Linked DNA regions of Zea mays: region 1 is linked to region 2. The links are chromatin contacts, called in public Hi-C maps. All regions are on one chromosome and are shown on one strand. Each heading gives the region's core, a stretch centred on a gene start, on an enhancer-like site or on the middle of the called end of the contact. The rest is flanking DNA. Distances are from core to core; before and after follow the strand shown.

Evidence for each region. Hi-C and Micro-C count contacts between places; a contact is called where the count stands out from the background.
Region 1: a Hi-C map of tassel shows a contact between it and region 2, with 2.6 times the contacts expected there. The contact joins the promoter of LOC100216595 here to the promoter of LOC103627361 in region 2. A contact is called at or near these places in 4 of 25 Hi-C or Micro-C datasets (ear, endosperm, leaf and 1 more).

The regions. Positions count from the first base shown.
Region 1 is chr5:183,093,870-183,097,418 of Zm-B73-REFERENCE-NAM-5.0, forward strand. It overlaps LOC100216595, which reads right to left and starts at 2,286. Exons shown (of 8, transcript NM_001143009.1): 1 at 1,912-2,286; 2 at 1,675-1,816; 3 at 1,472-1,550; 4 at 1,247-1,371; 5 at 490-591; 6 at 301-369; 7 at 115-213. The coding sequence starts at 2,129.
Region 2 is chr5:182,952,872-182,956,642 of Zm-B73-REFERENCE-NAM-5.0, forward strand. LOC103627361 (60S ribosomal protein L6-like) reads right to left here and starts at 1,403. Exons shown (of 4, transcript NM_001374459.1): 1 at 1,092-1,403; 2 at 893-999; 3 at 71-252. The coding sequence starts at 1,306.

The DNA.
Region 1 (3,549 bases), core at 1,036-3,535, 140 kb after region 2:
TAGCCCTTGATGAGAAGTAATTATCTGGGTTGCCTTTAGAGTATAGCACTAACACCTACAAATATATTCAAACTTATGAACAGTACAGGACAACAGAACAACGGATTATCACACCTGATTGGGGGAAATGTAGTATGGGTTCTCATACCATGTAGGACCACCAAAACTACCACCAAATATTTTGATTGGATTCAAACAGAACCTGGGGCCAACCTATATAGAGCAATCCAAGCACAAATTATTATTTAGACAAAACTAGGAAGCACATAAAGTATCCATATAGAAGCTCAATGCAATTACCTCAATAAGTGTCATTTTATCCATACCACCTTTATCAACTTTATCAATCTCATTGTGGGGAACAGAAATCTGTCAAAATAAGTTGGTTTCTAAAATTCAAATGGTGCTAAGACATGAACTTTGCATTGCACAAAAAAAATGAACCTAATCCAAATAAAAATTCATTCTGAAAAATGGGAGATAGATCACCTGGTAGTTTCGAAACCAAACATGGCCATCCACAATGGAGAAGACAAATACATGGTCATGGAAAGGTTTTGCTTTACGGTGATCTTTAGGAGTAGCAAATATCTGCACAAGTACAGGTAATGGTTTCACGATCATGTTTTGCAAGAATCTTCTAGTTCGTAAGAACTTATTTGTCCCATAAGCAGATGAACATGAAAGTTCACATACATCATCAACAAAAGTTGGTTTGATAGTATAATAAGCAGTATTAACTTCATATACACCCATCTTTTTGTTATACAGTGCAGTGGAAATGCAAGATTAGATAGCAGCATGCATGATGTTATTATGTTCTTATCGTTTCCAAAAAAGAAAGAACTAGAGCCAACATATGATAACCTTCAGTAGTTCAGTGCATGTGGATTAAAATCCAGCAAAAAAGCTAATACAATTTCATTTTTGAAAATTTCGACATTTACCACTGCGTCAAACACCAGTCTGCTCTTTTACCACAGGGTGTCGCAATGACAAGTGGGTCTTGGTCCATCTGTCATTGACACATTCCAGTGCTAAAATAGCAAGGTGGAGTCTGACCCTGTTGTATGTTTGCAAAATCCTCTTAGATTTTTATCATTAGAAAACCAAGTTGTTTCTATAACAAAGAGAAAACGACACATGCAAATCTGGATAACTGGATAGATCAGGGCAGTTCATCAACATCTTAAAAAATGATTAGCAACATGTAGGTACAGCATAACATGTGAAAACAATTACATACATGAGTTATAATTTCCTTCACAAGCTTCCAATGAGGTTGCTCATCAAAATTTGTAGAAAATGTAAGAAGTGGCCGTGACCCTTTCAGATGGTTACCCGTAAGCTTCAACTCCTCCATGGTGTGAACTACATCATCACATCGTGATTAATCATTAAGTCACGACAAAAGCATACAAATTATAAACTGGAGTGCATAAGACAGCCACAGTGTAAGTATTATTCATACCAGCATTAACTAGAAATTTCACTGATGGTCCTCCAGGAGACTTCACCATCCAAAGGTAAAGATCCTTCTGTTTTCGGCACTGTAATACATGAAGGAAAAAACTTTCAATGTTAACAGAACTGTAATAAATGTAAGCAAAAAAGACCATGTCAATGGTAACAAGATTTCCACCATGGGGTGGAAGCATAGTAGAAGAGCCATACCTCGAAGAAGAGACAACTGGAGCAGCTCCTGAGCTCGAGCATCTCGTTGAGAGCGTTCCCCTTGCTCTGCTTCGACTCGACCTTGCTGTCCTTCTTCGCGTGCGGGAGCATCGACAACACGTCCTGCATCAGATGACGATACCTACGTCGAGCACGCACGAGTGAATGGAATCATCCTCATACACCACAGGAAACGAGGCACGACACTGCATGAGGGGAAAAAAAGGGAGCACTCACCTGTACGTGATGCGGCGGGAGCAGGTGATGAGTACCTTCTCCCTGTTCCTAAACGGCGCCACCGCGGCCCTGGAGGCCGCGGAGTCAGGCACGGCGTCGGGGGCCGGATCCTTGAAGCCGAAGAGCGTGCGCTCCGGGCGCGCCGGTGCGGAGTCGTCTGGCTTCTCTGCGCCGGCCGTCTCTGCCTGGGCGTCGGTGTGCTTCCGCTTCTTCGCCATGGCACTAGGTGCGCTTCCGCGTGGGCTCGAAAGCGCCGCCGCGGCGGCGAACTGTCAGTGCCTGAAGGGAGCACCGGAGCAGGCGCGGGGAGGCGAGCACGACGGTGAGCTAGGGTTTAACTGTTAAACTCGGCCGCTAGACAGAGAGAGACGCGCCAAGTAGGCCTGATAGGCCAGGATAGCCTAGCAGTGCTTATCATCCATCACAGGCCAGGCCGAGACGGTCGTGTAAGTAGGTAGGCCAGCCCATTATTCATAGGGGCTGTTTTGGTTCATCTTTTTTCTGACCAGCTTTTCTGAAAATTTAGCTGGGGGAGAATCTGAATATCATTACGATTACATATGGAGAAAAATAAAGTTGTTCATAGGGCTCAGGATCTAGAAAGTGACGGATTTCTACTATTACAATGACTCAACCGATTATGTGTTTATGTTGATTTTGGATGGTTTTTGCCCCAACAAATTTTATAGAAGCTGGTTGAAAAGCTAAGCGTTTGGCAGTCCGCAACAGCTTTTGGTGGCCAGAAGCTGTCAGAAACCGAAACAAACAGGGCCATAGACTCTTATTCATAAGTTGTTTGCGGTTTACCCGACTAGTAACCCGTGCGAGTGCGAGTATGATAACAAATTTATACCCGTGAACTTATATAAGTAACCCTAAGAGTATAATTTTTTGATGAATATATATATATATATATATATATATTGGTACTACAGGATATCCTTATTTGGACCCCATCAAATAAAGTTTAGTGTGCGTCATGTCATTTACTTGAATATCAACTAACAGTATTAAATATATTCTAATTAAAAACTAATTGCCCACATGAAGAAATAAACTATGAAATGAATTATTAAGCCTTATTAATCTACGTTTAGCAAATGATTACTACAACATCAAATGAACAAATCATGAACTAATTAGGTTTAATAGATTTGTCTTATTGTTTAGTTTTGTATAATTAGTTTTATAACTAGAATCCTTACCTCGGTGTTTAGATGCTAGCTAGAAGTATTAAATATAGTATAATTATACAACTAATTATATAGATAGAGATTAAACGACAATATAACCTTATCAAACCTAATTAGTACATAATTTACTCATATAATACTACAATAAAAATTTACTAATCATAGATCAATTAAACTTAATAAATCCGTCTCGCTGATTAATCTACATCTATATAATTAATTTTAAACTATACATTTATTATTAGTATTAAAATATTTGATTTATAACTAGTATTAACATATTTGATTTGAGACGGACTAAGGTCGCGTTCGTTTTGGCCTGTTGGGCGTGTTTCGGGCCTGGTTCCAGGGGAAAGAAATAGCCTGGTTTTGAATTGGGTCGTCCATCCAAAAGGTGTTCGTTTAGGGTTGGGAAGAAATGGACTGGTTTCGAATTGGCCCGGTG
Region 2 (3,771 bases), core at 153-2,652:
AAGATATGAAGCAGCACAACCAGATGCCAAGGGTGGATGCAAGAATGGGTCATGTTACTCAGATACCAACCTCCTTCTCTGTCTCAAAAAGCTCACCCTCCGTCTTCTTCACCTTCTGCTTTTTCTCCCTGGCAAAGTACTTGTCATCAAACTTCGCGACATCAACACCAGAGATGTCAACCTTGGTTGATGTAGCAATGACATAGGTCTGGTTGACACGACGGATCGGTACTCCATTGATCTTGAATGGACCTGAAAGATAGCGAAAACATCAAGAAACTAATGACAAGAATACACCAGACAAGCTGCAGGGTAGAGCTGTAATGGTGAACATAATCGTTTATTCGTTTTATCAACTTTTAAGTAATTTTTATAAATCCAAGCATTCCTAGGAGTCTTACTTGAATTAACATAATAATAATGTTTCCTGCACGTCAAAGACATGAGAATGCAGATGTTACCAAAGAATCAACGATTATATATCACCCACATATGAAAAATTGCCATAGTCCAAACTGGATTTTGGATTCCTTAAAAACTCGGTTCGACAATTCATGTAAATGTGTATTCAGGTTCCTCAAAAACTCGGTTCACCTATCCAAGTAAATGTGTAGTTGCAAGATAATCTTCAAAGTACCTAATTATTCCAATTTCCAACTGCTAATATATACACCACGTTTCACACCAGACTACAAATAATATAGTTCCAGATTGAGGTAAACATTTACAACTTTCAACTGATTAAGCCTAAACTAAAAAAACTTAAGTACGATGTACGGAACTACGGATAGATATAGATTCGCACATCTCGGCTAGTTGGCTGTGGTTAGGGGCAGCGACGCGACTGACCACGGAAGCACACCAAAGGAATAAGTGGACCAAGCGTGCTCACCAGAGACGAGGAGCAGGCCGGAGTTGAGCTGCTTGAGGAACACCACTCTCTTCCCCATGAAGCGCCCCGCGAGGAGGATCAGCACCGTCCCAGGCGTGATGCTCGACCTGAACAAACGAAGGGCGACTGGAATCGAACCTCCAGGCAAAATAAACACGAACACCACGCGGGCAGCGACTTAAAGGAATGGCTTCGGCACCTGAGCTTGGTGGGATTAGGCTTGCGGGTGCTGGGAACGCGAGGCTTGACGTCGTCGGCGGGGTAGAACTTGGGTTCCGCGGCGGCGGCGGGCTTCTCGGCCTTGGGGAAGACGCCGCCGTTCTTGGCCTTGATGGCCCAGAGCCCACGGCGGTGGTACGCGTGCGACCGCGACGCGCGCTTGATGCCCATCGACAGCTTCGACGTCGGCGCCATTGGGTAGGAGCGTTGCGAGGCGCTGCTTCCGCGTGGAGACTGGGAGCGGCGGCGGCGGGGGACGAATGGAGGCGAAGGTTTGGTCTCGGGATTTATGTGTGCGGCGTGTAGAGCTGGAAACCCTAGATCGTTGGGCTCATCTGCGTGTAGTAGTGGGCCTAAACGTTGAGGCCCATGCATCTCTCATGCGGGTGGCGTTTACACGAGTTCACAGCCATTTCAGGACCTGTTTAGAACGAAGAAAATAATTATGTTACCGTTAAATTTCTGCATGTATTGTGAAAAAAATGTTCCGTTTTAGCAGTGCATTGAGCGTGTTTGGATTTGAAGTTCTAAAACCAGACTTAAATATAGTTTCCTTTGGTAAAAAAATCTAAGAAATGGTTCGAATTTGCAAGTAATATATTGTTGTACCCCGTGTGAATGTCGATATTGGAGCACTGATTTGAAAATTGGAATAAGTTTTTCTAAAATTTATTGTTTGGTTGCACACGGAATTGAGATTTGGAATCAGAGACATAATTCCTTGAAATTCAACTATAACTAGAAACTCCCTCTTCCAATACACAGTGTCGCCCCTCTGAATTGGGTGGAATTATACCGCACAATTCCGAACTCTAATTCAGCGACATCCAAACAATAAAATTTGAATTACATATCATTCCAATATCATGGCTGGTTTGGAATTGGATCCAATTCAATTCCCTGCCTTCCAATATTGACATCCAAATGGAGCCTAGGTGTCATCAATAAATCTACTATAGTGTTACCCGAAATAATGTTTAATAGTTGAAAGCATTTAGGCCTCCAGTTGATTTTGGTAATCAATGACAATATAAAATTATTGTGATTAACATGTGTGTCGGGGACCATAATTAGGGGTACCCTCAAGACTCCTAATCTCAGCTGGTAACCCCCATCAGCACTAAGCTGCAAAGGCCTGATGGGTGCGATTAAGTCAAGGATCGGTCCACTCAAGGGACACGATCTCGCCTCGCCCGAGCCCAGCCTCGGGCAAGGGCAGCCGACCCCGGAGGATTTATGTCTCGCCCGAGGACCCCCTCCAGCAACGGACACACCTTCGGCTCGCCCGAGGCCCAGTCTTCACCAAAAAGCAACCTTGGCCAAGTCGCCACGCCGACCGACCGTATCGCAGGAGCATTTAATGCAAAGGTGGCCTGACACCTTATCCTGACGCGCGCCCTTCAGTCAACAGAGCCGAAGTGACCGCAGTCACTTCGCCGCTCCACTGACCGGCCTGACAAGAGGACAGCGCCGCCTGCGCCGCTCCGACTGCTGTGCCACTCGACAGAGTGAGGCTGACAGCAGCCAAGTCCGGCCTCAGGCGCCATAGGAAACTCCGCATCGCCCGACCCTAGGGCTCGGACTCAGGCTCGACCCCGGAAGACGACGAACTCCGCATCGCCCGACCCTAGGGCTCGGACTCGGGCTCAGCCCCGGAAGACGATGAACTCCGCATCGCCCGACCCTAGGGCTCGGACTCGGGCTCAGCCCCAGAAGACGACGAACTCCGCATCGCCCGACCCCAGGGCTCGAACTCGGGCTCAGCCCCGGAAGACGACGAACTCCGCTTGGCCCGACCCCAGGGCTCGGACTCAGCCCTGGCCTTAGCCGACGGACTCCGCCTCGCCCGACCCAAGGGCTCGGACTCGACCTCGGCCTTAGAAGACAGACTCGACCTCGACCTCGGAGGAGCCTCCACCTCGCCCAACCCAGGGATCAGACCGACCACGTCACAGGAGGCGCCATCATTACCCTACCCCAAGCTAACTCAAGTTACGGGGAACAAGACCGGCGTCCCATCTGGCTCGCCCCGGTAAACAAGTAATGATGGCGCCCCGCATGCTCTATGATGACGGCGGCTCTCAGCCCCCTTACGGAAGCAAGGGGACGTCAGCAAGGACTCGACAGCCCCGACAGCTGTCCTTCCGCCAGGCTCCAGCGCTCCTCCGACGACCACGACACCACACGAATCGGGTGCCAAAACCTCTCCGGCTGCCACGATGGCATGTACTTAGGGCACTAGCTCTCCTCCGCTAGACACGTTAGCACACTGCTACACCTCCCATTGTACACCTGGATCCTCTCCTTACGCCTATAAAAGGAAGGTCCAGGGCCCTCTTACAGAGGGTTGGCCGCGCGGGAAAGGACGGGACGGCGCTCGCGTAAGCCGCTCGCTCCATCCCGCGTGGACGCTTGTAACCCCCTACTGCAAGCGCACCCGACCTGGGCACGGGACAAACACGAAGGCCGCGGGTTTCCCCTTTTACGCCTGTCTCCCTCCGGCTTCTTCCCCCCTTAGCGCTCCGTCTCGCGCCGACCCATCTGGGCTGGGGCACGCGGCGACAATTTACTCGTCGGTCCAGGGACCCCCCGGGTTCGAAACGCTGACAATGTGTTATGTTTAGTAGTTATACGATAAGATAAGTGACAATGTATAAAAT